Linked DNA regions of Sus scrofa: regions 1 and 3 are each linked to region 2. Evidence: chromatin contacts called from public HiChIP or PLAC-seq data. All regions are on one chromosome and are shown on one strand. The core of a region is the stretch at or near the end of the contact, and the rest is flanking DNA. Distances in the headings are between cores, read along the strand shown. Region 1 has its middle 43 kb from the start of SEMA4F. Region 2 has its middle 30 kb from the start of MRPL19. Region 3 has its middle 76 kb from the start of HK2.

Region 1 (4,041 bases), core at 901-3,400, 720 kb before region 2:
AGAAGCTGTTAATTAAACCCTAGTATATCTATGCAATAGGATATTATGTAGTCATTACAATAATCACTGTGAAGACTTTGAGACTGTAGGCTTATTATGTTAAATGAAAACAGCAGAAATGTACCTACTCGGCGATTCCACGTTTGGAAAAGTAAGTTTTTATGATCAGGGGCTGGAAGTAAACTTGGAGAAATGAAAAGAGCTACGTTTGGAGGGGGTAATTAGGATTTTAAAAATTTAAACGTTTAAAGTGTCTTTCCAAGAATGAATACCTTTGTAGTGCTGGGCTCTCTGGGCATCTCAACCCAATGCTGAGATCTATCTGGTTACATCAGCACTGTCTACACCAGCACTTGGCACTTGCCTCCTGGGGAGCTGGGCCCTGACCCCACCTGTGAGCCACTGCTTTATATTCACTGAGCGCTGCTCCTCTGTCCGCCTGGGGGCTGGTGCCACCCGCATGATGCAGGGCATCTCCCCAGCACAGCCCTCAGCTCACAGCAGTGCTTCTGTACTGCACACAGCTCTGAAAGCCCCCAGACACAGCACACTCCCTGTCCAGCTCCTGCCCCTTCATTCCCATAACCCTTAACAGAAGTAACCCTAAATGAACAAACAGAACAGAACTGGACTTGGTCTTACAGAGGGTAATTACCCAAGAAAGAGGAGGCTGTATTAAACTTTTATGATTTATCTTTCATGCAACCAAATTGCTTTCTAGAAGGATTAATTCAAGGTGGAGTGCAAATTTAAAACCCCCTGAATAAAGTAGAGAAGCAGAGGGGCATGGACCACTGACAAATGTAATCCAAGAATGCAAAGTAGCCAAATATGGATTGTCAGTTTGGGAATTCTCTGGATTGTAATCCTGCCCAGTTAACTTGCAATTGTCTGTACAGCGAAAGGGCTGAGAATGTAGCAATCATGTAAAATAGGGCACCATCCGGGAAAGGATCGTATTTATAGAAGAGGGGGGCTGGGAGGACTGAGAGCAGACAGGGCCGTGCCCTCTCGTCTTTCAGCCAAGGAAATTCAGGCCGGCCGAGGCCCAGCCAGAATCAAATCGGACTTTCTGCTACTCAGTCTAGTACTCTTTGTCCTTTTGGAATGCATTCTAGGGGGTGTTTTCTTTTCCTTTATTAATTTCTGTTTTGCAAAGGTAAAATATCCGCATGATTTAGAAATACAAACAGTATAAAAAGATGTACATTGAAAAGCCTCCCTCCCACCTTTTTATTAATTTCTCCTATATCCTTCTAGTGTCTCTTCGTGAAAATACGAGCAAATCTAAAAATTTCCCATCATGGCTCAGTGGTTAATGAATCCGACTAGGAACCATGAGGTTGCAGGTTTGATCCCTGGCCTTGCTCAGTGGGTTAAAGATCTAGCGTTGCTGTGAGCTGTGGTGTAGGTTGCAGATGCGGCTCAGATCCCACGTTGCTGAGGCAGTGGCGTAGGCTGGTGGCTACAGCTCTGAGTAGACCCCTAGCCTGGGAACCTCCATATGCCGCAGGAGCAGCCCTAGAAAAGCCAAAAAGACAAAAAACAAAAAACAAAAACAAACCAAACAAATAAAAATATCCAAATGCATTCTTAATTCCCACTCTTTCTAACACAATGTATCAAGGAGACGTGTACCACATCGATGCATAGACACCTTCCTTGTTTAAGATGACTGCGCTGTAAAGAGGTATCATAGCCTATTTACCTGGTCCCTATTTGTTTTCCCTTGGGTGATGCCTAATCGTTTACTTTCACAACCTGTGCTCCCATAAATATTCTTGTACATGTGTCATCTTGTAGAAATCCATCAGATAAATTCCCGGAATTGGGTTTATGAGGTCAAAGGATCACTGCCTGTATACTATATCTATTTTGATAGATATGGCCAAATTGCCTTCCACGGGGCCTGGAGCAAAGCAGAAGTGTGTCTATTACCCCACAGCCAGAGTCAGTCCTTGCTAGAGATCTGTCTTCTCAGGTTATATTCTGGTTGAACTAATTTTGTTTCATCTTTGGAGTAAGTTAAGTGCTGGTTGACATTGATTGCAGGGCACGAGTCCCGAGGCAGGACGGGCCACATGGGGAACCAGCTCAGACACGGAACCTTGGCACAGTCAGTTTGTAACATGTAGTCTTGAGTGTCAGCGTCTCCTGCCCCAGATTAGCTCTTCTCTGCACTTCCTTTGAGAGGCTTCTGCCCAGAATAGCCTCGGATGTTGGGCAATCAGGTGGGCAATTCTAATTTTATCCTCAAAGTGAACTTGTGGGATGTGAGGAGTTAGTATGATTTCCACTCAACAGATGAAGAAACTGACGCACACGTGGGTGAGAGATCACCTTCTTACTGCCTGCTCCTGCCAGGCTGGGACTCAGATGGAAGCCTGAGTTCAGTTTTAGTTGGGGCATTATTTTTTTTAAGGGCCGCACCCGGAGCATATGGAGATTCCCAGGCTAGGGGTCAAATCAGAGCTACAGCTGCTGGCCTGCACCACAGCCACAGTGACGGGGGATCCGAGCTGAGTCTGCAAACTACACCACAGGTCAAGGCAATGCCAGATCCTTAACCCACTGAGCGAGCCCAGGAATCGAACCCGCATCCTTATGGTTCCTAGTTGGATTCATTTCTGTTGTGCCATGAAGGGACTCTGAGTTGGGGCATTTTGAGCGGGGGCTGTCTCCTGCTGAGCAGATGCAGGTCATGCAGAGGGAGCAGAGAGTGGGCTCTAGGCTTCAGGTTCAAGAGAGAAGAAACTCCTTTTTTCTTTTTTTCCCCTTTTTACCGACATACCTATGGCATATGGAAGTCCCAGGCTAGGAGCTGAATTGGAACTGCAGCTGCCAGCCTACACCACAACCACGCAACATGAGATCCAAGCTGCATCTGCAATCTATGCTGCAGCTTGAGGCAATGCTGGATCCTTAATCCATTGAGTGTGGACAGGGATCCAGTCCTCATCCTCGCAGAGACAGCATCAGGTTCTTAAGCTGCTGAGCCACAATGGGAACTCCCCTGGTGGTTATCCTTTATCTTAAGGTTACCTGAGTTAGAAAGAAATGAAATTTATTGGAGAGTCTAAAGAAATTCTCTTGAAATTCATAAAGAGCAACACATAAAATATTCATTCAAGAACTGAAACGGAAAAAGACCATCTGCCCATAAGTATTGGTGCTTCACTTCATTTTTTGCATTATTCATCCCTTTTTTCATCTATTAATTCAACATGCATTTATTGAATGCTCACTATGTGTCAGGCACTGTTGTAAACGCTAAGGGAAAAATAATCATTGAACAAAGCAAACAGAAATCCCTGTCTTTGTGGAGCTAACCTTCTAACAGGGGTCAGATTTTTATCTATCTATCTATCTATCTATCTATCTATCTATCTATCTACCTATATCTTTTTAGGGCTGCACCTCTGGCATTGGCATGTGGAGTTTCCTAGGCTAGGGTCCAATTGGAGCTGCAGTTGCTGGCCTACGTCACAGCCACAGCAATGCCAGATCCGAGCGGCGTCTGTGACCTACATCACAGCTCATGGCAAGGCTGGATCCTTAACCCACTGAGCGAGGCCAGGGATCGAACCCACACCCTCATGGATACTAGTCGGGTTCGTCAACCTCTGAGCCACGACAGGAACTCCCGGGGTCAGATATTAAATAAACATTATATTACAGGATGAAAGGGGGGGTGAAAGTTTTGGAGTTTTAAATAGGGCGATCAGGAAAGGCATGTGACATCATGTTTTGAGCTGGGGAAGATATCAAAATATCTTAAAATTTAGTTCAAGCCTTCCAGAAATGTACAATCTAGTTAAGGAGATAAGATGGCATTCACAGGTCAATCGATGGTGAAATAAATAAGGCATTCTGTAAATGACTAATGGAGACAAGCAAAAAGTTCTCCAAGGTCAGAGTAGCTGGAGAGCAGGGCAGGGATGAAGCCCAAGGATTTGTTGGCAGGAGCCATCTGGAAAAGTCTCATGAAGGAAGTGGCATTCAGCTGGGAAATAGTGAAGCAAGTTTTCCTTTCACCCTCTC
Region 2 (3,644 bases), core at 986-3,485:
ATTCCGAATTGCTGTGGCTGTGGCGTAGGTCAGCAGTTGTAGCTCTGATTTGACCCCTAGCCTGGGAACCTCCATATGTCACGAGTGCAGCCCTAAAAAAAGCAAAAAAAAAAAAAATTTAAAAACAGTTAGGTAGGTACTGTGCTCAGTCTCAGGAGTTCCCATGGGAAGTGAGATCCAGCTGTGTGGGGAGGGCAGGGTGCTGCCAAGAATGTTCCTGGTCCAGCATAGCTGGAGAACAGAGACGAAAGGGCAGAATACAGGGGGAAAAGGCTGGTGCTCTATGCAGACACCAGATCCCAGGGGACTTGCGTGTCCATTAGAGAGTGGACGTTACCCTGAGTGTCCAATGAGTCATGGAAATGTTTTAAGCATTTTGTCCTTTTTTCCCCCCTTTAAAATTGCCTTTATCTAATTGCTTTTAATTAAAAAAAGCAAAAACATGATTCTTGTAAAAAGCAAAACAGCCAAAAGTATAGAAACAATAAGTTAAAAATCATTCCTTCTCTTCTTATTTCCTGAGGCAATTTATGCTGTTAAGTCATGCTTCTCCAAGCTGTTATAAATACATGCAAACATAGAACAGGCTTATGTGCTGGGTTTTATTTACTTATTCAATGTTTTTTACAAAAAATGTGATTGTAATATGTGCATTTGGAAACGATTTGCTTTTGCACTTAAGGCATTAACATTTTTCCATGAGAATATGTTGATAGATCTTACTTATTTATTCCTTGTGATAATTACATAATCTCCCGCAGCGTGGAGGCACCATGTTTATTCAGCCATTTTATCATTGAGGGATAAGTATGCATTGCCCAATATTTTACCACAACAAATAGTGCTTCTGTAAATACCCTTATCATATATTCTTAGGTATTGCTGCTTTTATACCTACTGGAATGATGGCTTGAAATTGGGTTGCTGAGTCAATGGTGTGAATTTTGAACTTTAATAAACATTGCCAGATTTTTTTTTTCCCTGGAGGTTTCAACAGTTCATGCTCCCAACAGCAAGGTATAAAAGTGCTGATTTTCCTGCACTCTTTCTAGCACAGGATGTCATGGTCTTTTTAATTTTTGCCAGTCTGATGAATAAACAATCAGACTCTCTGACTAACCCTTCTCAACCCCATTTAAAACTCATTTCTGTGAGTTGTCTCAATATTTTTTCCTATATTCCCATGGCATTTTGCCATTTTATTACCAATTATATGAACGTTGGGTAAATTAGGGATAACAAGTTTTCATAGGTATGAAACTTTCCACAGAAAAGAAACTCATGGACTTGGAGAACAGACTTGTGGTTGTCAGAGGCGAGGGGGAGGGAGTGGGATGGACTGGGAGCTTGGGGTTAATAGATGCAGACTATTGCCTTTGGAATGGATAAGCAATGAGATCCTGCTGTGTAGCACTGAGAACTATGTTTCGTCTCCTATGATGGTGAATGATAATGTGAGAAAAAAGAATGTATACATGTATGTGTAACTGGGTCACCAGGCTGTACAGTAGAAAATTGACAGAACACTGTAAACCATCTATAATGGAAAAAAATAAAAATCATTATGTAAAAAAACAAACAAATAGAATTGCAAAAATTCTATGCAAAAAACAAACAAACAAAAAACTTTTCATATGTATGAAACTTTCCACAGAAAAGAAACTCAGGGACTTGGAGCACAGACTTGTGGTTGCCAAGCGGGAGGGGGAGGGAGCGGGGTGGACTGGGAGTCTCAGGTTAATAGATGTAAACTACTACATTTGGAGTGGCTAAGCAATGAGGTCTTGCTGTGTAGCACTGGGAACTATTTCTAGTCACTTATGATGGAACATGATGGAGGATAACGTGGGAAAAATAATGTATATGTGTGTGTGTGTGTGTGTGTGTGTGTGTGTGTGTGACTGGATCACTTTGCTGTACAGTACAAACTGACAGGACACTGTAAACCAACTATAAAAGAAAAAAAATTTTTTAATAAAAAAATAACTTTTTATATGTGCTGCAAGTATTTATCAGAGTCTATAGTTCGTCCTTTGACTTTATAGATCTTTTTTTCCTTAAAATTTAAAGGAACTTAGGGAGCGGCGCTCAGGAGAGGAAAGCCGCACCCAGGCTTCAGGGGTTCAGCAGGAGATAAGGAGTTAACAACCACTCTGTGAGCCGCCCAGGCACAGCATGCTGAGATTCCTGTCACTTATTTTCCAGTGCCTCCCCACTGTCTATTGGCCTCTATTGCACAAGAACCCTCACTCGCTGAAATGTGGGAAGATGACCTGTGGTTATTCATCAGGGCCGTGTCCTATCATTCCCCCTGCTGCCCCAGTTCCTAGCCCAATGCCTGCCTCACAGTAAGGGCTCAGTTTTCATTTATTGGATGGATAGATGGATGGATAGATAGAAGAGTGATGGATGGAAGATTGATGGATGGATAGATAGACAGAGATAGGCAAACACATAAGGAGATTCTTTGGGCTGAACGTTCCATGGTACATGACTCAACAAAGCAGATGTGATGTCATTACCACGAGGAGCTCTAGGAACTGAGTCAGCTATTGAGTCACTGCAGATGCCTGTTCTTGCCACGCCGACCCTATATTCTTTCTCATTCTCTCTGGACGGAAAGGCTCTCTGGTGCCAATCACCTTGGCAAGGCTTCCAAGTTCCTTTTCATTAGTGCTCCCTCCTGGCAGCTCTTTACAACAGCTTCACACAAAGGAGGTTGAAACAGCAACCTCCCCAGAATTCACAATAAGCCCCCTCCACCCCAAAATCTACCAAAAGCTTCAGACAGAGCCCAGAAAAGAAACTCTGTATTTAAAAATGAAACTTTTGGAGTTCCCTCTGGCCTAGTAGCTAAGGACTCAGCGTTGCTGCTTCTGTGGCTCAGGTTCAGTCCCTGGGCCAGGAAATTCTGCATGCTGGGGGCAGGGCCAAAAAAAATCTTTTTCCCTGATGCTTCAACAGCTTCTTCTTTTTAGAAAGTATAAGCTCATCTTGGAGTTTCTGTCGTGGCTCAATGGTTAACAAATCCAACTAGGAACTATGAGATTGCGGGTTCGATCCCTGGCCTCGCTAGTGGGTTTGGGATCCAGCGTTGCCATGAGCTGTGGTGTTGGTCACAGACGTGGCTTGGATCCCACGTTGCTGTGGCTCTGGCCTAAGCCAGCGGCTACAGATTGGATTAGACCCCTAGCCTGGGAACCTCCATATGCTTCGGGTGCGGCCCTAGAAAAGACAGAAAACAAACAAACAAACAAACAACAAAAAAACTCATCTTGACATAACTCTCCCTAGGAATGTGTGGGAAGAAGCAAAACCAAACCCCCATTTTCTGTGTATGTCATTGCACTTCAGAAACTTCCACAGATTGGAACTGTACTGAGGAGGGTAACTGCCAGAATTGGGGAGAGATTGCAAGAGACACGGGACTTGAAAGCTGGAAATGGCAAGAAAAATGCCCCAGGCTTGGCCCCATTTGGCTGTTAGATGGAACCCACCATCCTTAAGGAGCACACAAGCCTACCAAGTGAAAAAGAAATGAGCTCATCAAATGCAGAAAGAAGGAGGAACTGGAAGCTTCACCAAGGAAATTCCCAACACCCAGAAAAATAAAGCCATGCTGGACACGACTAGGTTCATGGCCA
Region 3 (3,458 bases), core at 846-3,345, 670 kb before region 2:
CCTCTCCCCGAGCAGCTCCTGGGCATCCACGTGTGGCCGTGCAGTTTGTGGCCGGCACACAGATGCCGACCAAGGGACTGAGTGGCCACTGAAATCTACTTCATGCTCTGTTCTCCAGTTGTGTGTCCTGCCGAGGGGGCCCTGCAGGAGGAAGCAGAGTCTTTCTCTTCATACAAAGGAACCATGAGTACCTCTGGGGTGTTTGCCCAACTTGTCTGCCCCAAGGGGGGCGCCATTTCAGTTCATATGAGGACCCCGTGTGGGCCAGAGGGGGCCCTGGTTGTGTACCCAAAGAGACAGATGACAGACTCCTTTGCTGCCCAGGAGCTCACCCTCTATCTCCAGCTCCCAATTCTCCTCCTCCTTCTCTGGGCCTTGGGGACCCTCTGGGGCGGGCTCACAGTTCTCCACCCCAATCCACAGTCTCCATAACTCCCCCTCTTCTGCCCTCCCCCATCTGATCCAAGACAAGGTGATCCAGGGCCTGCTCCCAAGATCCAAGGCCCGAACCCCATCTGCTTCCCCTTTGGCCTCTGTTCCTGGGTTCCTTTCCGACAATCTCCTAGGACTCCTGCCTCCCTGACTATACCTTCCAGTTGCCCAGCTCCAAGGCTGGAGAATTCTCCTAAATCCCCAAGTTCAGCCGCCTGACCAGACTTCCAAAAGTGGCTCTGTTGATACTGCTCACTCTCTGTCCACCTGCGAGGCTGACCCCGGCTGGGTCCCACATGATTCATTATCTGCTTCCACTGGGCTGGTAACTGCCTGTGACAGTGACCTCCAACCTCACCTGTCTGGCTGAGCATGTGGATTAGGTGAGCCACAGGGTCACTTCCTGTGTTACCCATCCCACACCAATGGTGAAACTGTGCTGGTTCAGGCCCTCCCTGCTAGACTGTCTTGTGAGTAAATAAACATGCAGACAAGCCCAGAGCGATGACCCACTGGAGCAGTAATTCTTTACTTGTGTCTGCCCAGTGCCCTGAGGAATCTACTCAAGGCACCAGCATACAGGAGGTGCTCAGGGAATAGTTTCTGGACTTTTTTGGCTGCCAATACTGTCGCCATTCTTAACTGGAAGATGATTCAGAATTTTTGCAGGTGGGTGTGGTGGTGGTTGGAGGAAATTTAAAAAATTTCCTCTCCTCCTGCTGAGAATCACAAATGTCCCCTATCCCATGCTCCCTTAGAGGCATGTCCTCTTGGAATCACTGCACTTGTGGTTTTTTGTTGACCTGAGTTCGGATGTGACAAGCTCTATACGTGAGAAGGGTAGGTCCCTCTTTTTCCAACTTGCTGTTTTCTGTACCACCTTCAATAGTGATGATTTTTTTTTCTTTTGGTCTTTTTAGGGCCACACCCAGGGCATACAGAGGTTCCCAGGCTAGAGGTCGAATCGAAGCTATAGCTGCCAACATACATCACAGCTCACAGCAACACCAAATCCTTAACCCACTAAGTGAGGCCAGGGATGGAACCTGCATGCTCATGGATGCTAGTCAGATTCGTTTCTGCTGAGCCATGACGGGAACTCCCCCAGTAGTGATGCTTTTACTCCTATCAGCTTGGCTCCATGCCTTTGCTCAGTAGATGGTTTGCAGGCCCAAGACGGTTGTACCCTGAACTTGCCCCAAGCTTGGTCTGGCTCTTAAGCCGCAGCATTGAGCTGAAGTGGATGAGAGATTCAGCATCCCTAATCTTCCTCCCCCCAGACCCAAGCTGCCTGAAGATCCCAAGGCCAGTGGTCCTCAGGAAGGTGCCCCATTCCTCCCTGCCAGAGGCTGGGGAAGAGCCCCCTGCCAGTCTCCAGCCCAGGGGTGCTCAGTACCAGTCACGGGAACAGAAAGTCAAGCTTGGGGATGTCAGAGATGTTGGCTTTGTCACATCCTCCGCTCTCCCCTTACAGAGGCAGACAGAAAGAGCACTGATAATCCCTGTCAATACTCTGGTCTGGAAAGTGACAGGGCACACAGGGCCAGGCCAGATGGGAAGCCAGAAATCTTACTGCCCAGTGGCCCGACTCTCTAAGGCTTTAGAGGGGTCACTCTGGGGCTTCTCCGTAGCTGGGCTTTCTCTGATGACTTCATCGGTTCAGAGTTGTGCAAGTCTCCCGCTCCCGCCCACACCCACGCCGTACTCAGCCTGGCAGGGGCCTGACTCATGCCCACGTGATTGGGCAACCAGTTTTTGGAGACTGATCTTGGCAAGAGGAGTGGTGAGGTGAGGCTCAGGGCTGACTGGGAATAGCATCCACCACGTACTCACGTGGGTCTCACCCAGGCAGGTGCTTGCATGAAACAAGAGACAACAGATTACGTGGTCTTTTTCCTCTTACTCCCGTGATCCATACTCCTCCCCCACTCAGGAACCCCGGGCCCACATGCAGCGGCCCCTTTCTCCCAATGGTCAGCTCTTCTACCCAGCCCCCATGGGGACCATACTCGGTGCTAAAGACTCTACATTCAATCCTCCTCTCTCCATCTCTCTCATTAGACCCCACACCTCCTAGGGCCTCCAAACTGCTGGGCTTCTCATCTCACCCCAAGCCCTTCCTCTGAGGCCCCGACTCTTCCAGGAATCACTTGCCTGCCTGCTCGCTTGGCCTCTACGTGTCCGTGTTATGTGCGCGCGCACGCGCACAAGCCCCCCCTTTTGGTGCTCTGATTAATTTCCTCTTAGGCAGTTGGTTAGGTTGGAAAGGCACTGATAAACTTCGTCACGCCACCTGGGGAAGAAAATCGCTGTTGTATATTGCCGTCATTCCCCGTAGCATCTGCATGCCCTAAGTGTAAGACCGAGAACGCTCTACAATGATAGGATCTCATTCATTAGCGACAGGTCTGTAGTGGGGGGGAAAGGGTGGTGGTGGAATTTGCAGGTGTCTTCCTGTTCACTATCAAGGCATCCCCCAATTGCCTCTCTCCAGGCTTCGAAAACCCCGAGCCCAGCAATGCATGTGTTCAAACATGGTCCTAATGCAATACTGGCTAACGTGTGTTTGAGGTCTGGTAAAATTTTCTTTGTATTCCCCCCTTCATAGAAATTGGTTTATCTCCAGCTCTGCTTTTTCAACCAGATGCTCTCAGCCCTGACTGTTTAACATGTTGTGGGTGAGAAAGAAAGAAGAAGGGAAAAAAGTAACAATTTTTTGTAAGCATAATTATGTCTTAACATAAAGTTGCCTGAGAAAGGGCTAGAAAACACCTTAAAGAAATATATACATATTAATGAGGGTTTTCTTGTTCACTCTTTTAAAAATTAAATGATATTCTGCTTGCCTCTCCTTTAAAAAAAAAAAAAAGAAAAAAAATATACATAAATGTCCCAGAGAATCTGACAAATTCCTCTTTTTTTTCTTTCACTTTTTAGGGCCACACCCACGGCATACGGAAGTTCTCAGGCTAGGGGTTGAATCGGATCTACAGCTGCTAGCCTACACCACAGCCACAGCAACGTGG

Evidence for each region. HiChIP or PLAC-seq counts read pairs in DNA pulled down with a chosen protein or histone mark.
Region 1: a contact with region 2 is called in an H3K27ac HiChIP or PLAC-seq map of alveolar macrophages. The contact joins two enhancer-like sites. A contact is called at or near these places in 7 of 47 Hi-C or Micro-C datasets (embryonic fibroblasts, fetal skeletal muscle, omental adipose tissue and 3 more) and 1 of 2 datasets of contacts at active chromatin or transcription factors (alveolar macrophages).
Region 3: an H3K27ac HiChIP or PLAC-seq map of alveolar macrophages shows a contact between it and region 2. The contact joins two enhancer-like sites. A contact is called at or near these places in 2 of 47 Hi-C or Micro-C datasets (both in embryonic fibroblasts) and 1 of 2 datasets of contacts at active chromatin or transcription factors (alveolar macrophages).

Annotation. Positions count from the first base shown.
Region 1 is chr3:68,359,945-68,363,985 of Sscrofa11.1, reverse strand. No RefSeq gene overlaps it. Among named protein-coding and RNA genes, the nearest start is that of SEMA4F, 43 kb to the left of the region's middle. Within about 2 kb of position 2,150, at least 6 of the 83 cell types and tissues checked have an H3K27ac peak or open chromatin away from gene starts, as enhancers often do. A contact at or near this core is called in alveolar macrophages, where this site is marked.
Region 2 is chr3:67,639,377-67,643,020 of Sscrofa11.1, reverse strand. No RefSeq gene overlaps it. Among named protein-coding and RNA genes, the nearest start is that of MRPL19, 30 kb to the right of the region's middle. Within about 2 kb of position 2,235, at least 17 of the 83 cell types and tissues checked have an H3K27ac peak or open chromatin away from gene starts, as enhancers often do. A contact at or near this core is called in alveolar macrophages and embryonic fibroblasts, where this site is marked.
Region 3 is chr3:68,305,923-68,309,380 of Sscrofa11.1, reverse strand. No RefSeq gene overlaps it. Among named protein-coding and RNA genes, the nearest start is that of HK2, 76 kb to the right of the region's middle. Within about 2 kb of position 2,095, at least 23 of the 83 cell types and tissues checked have an H3K27ac peak or open chromatin away from gene starts, as enhancers often do. A contact at or near this core is called in alveolar macrophages and embryonic fibroblasts, where this site is marked.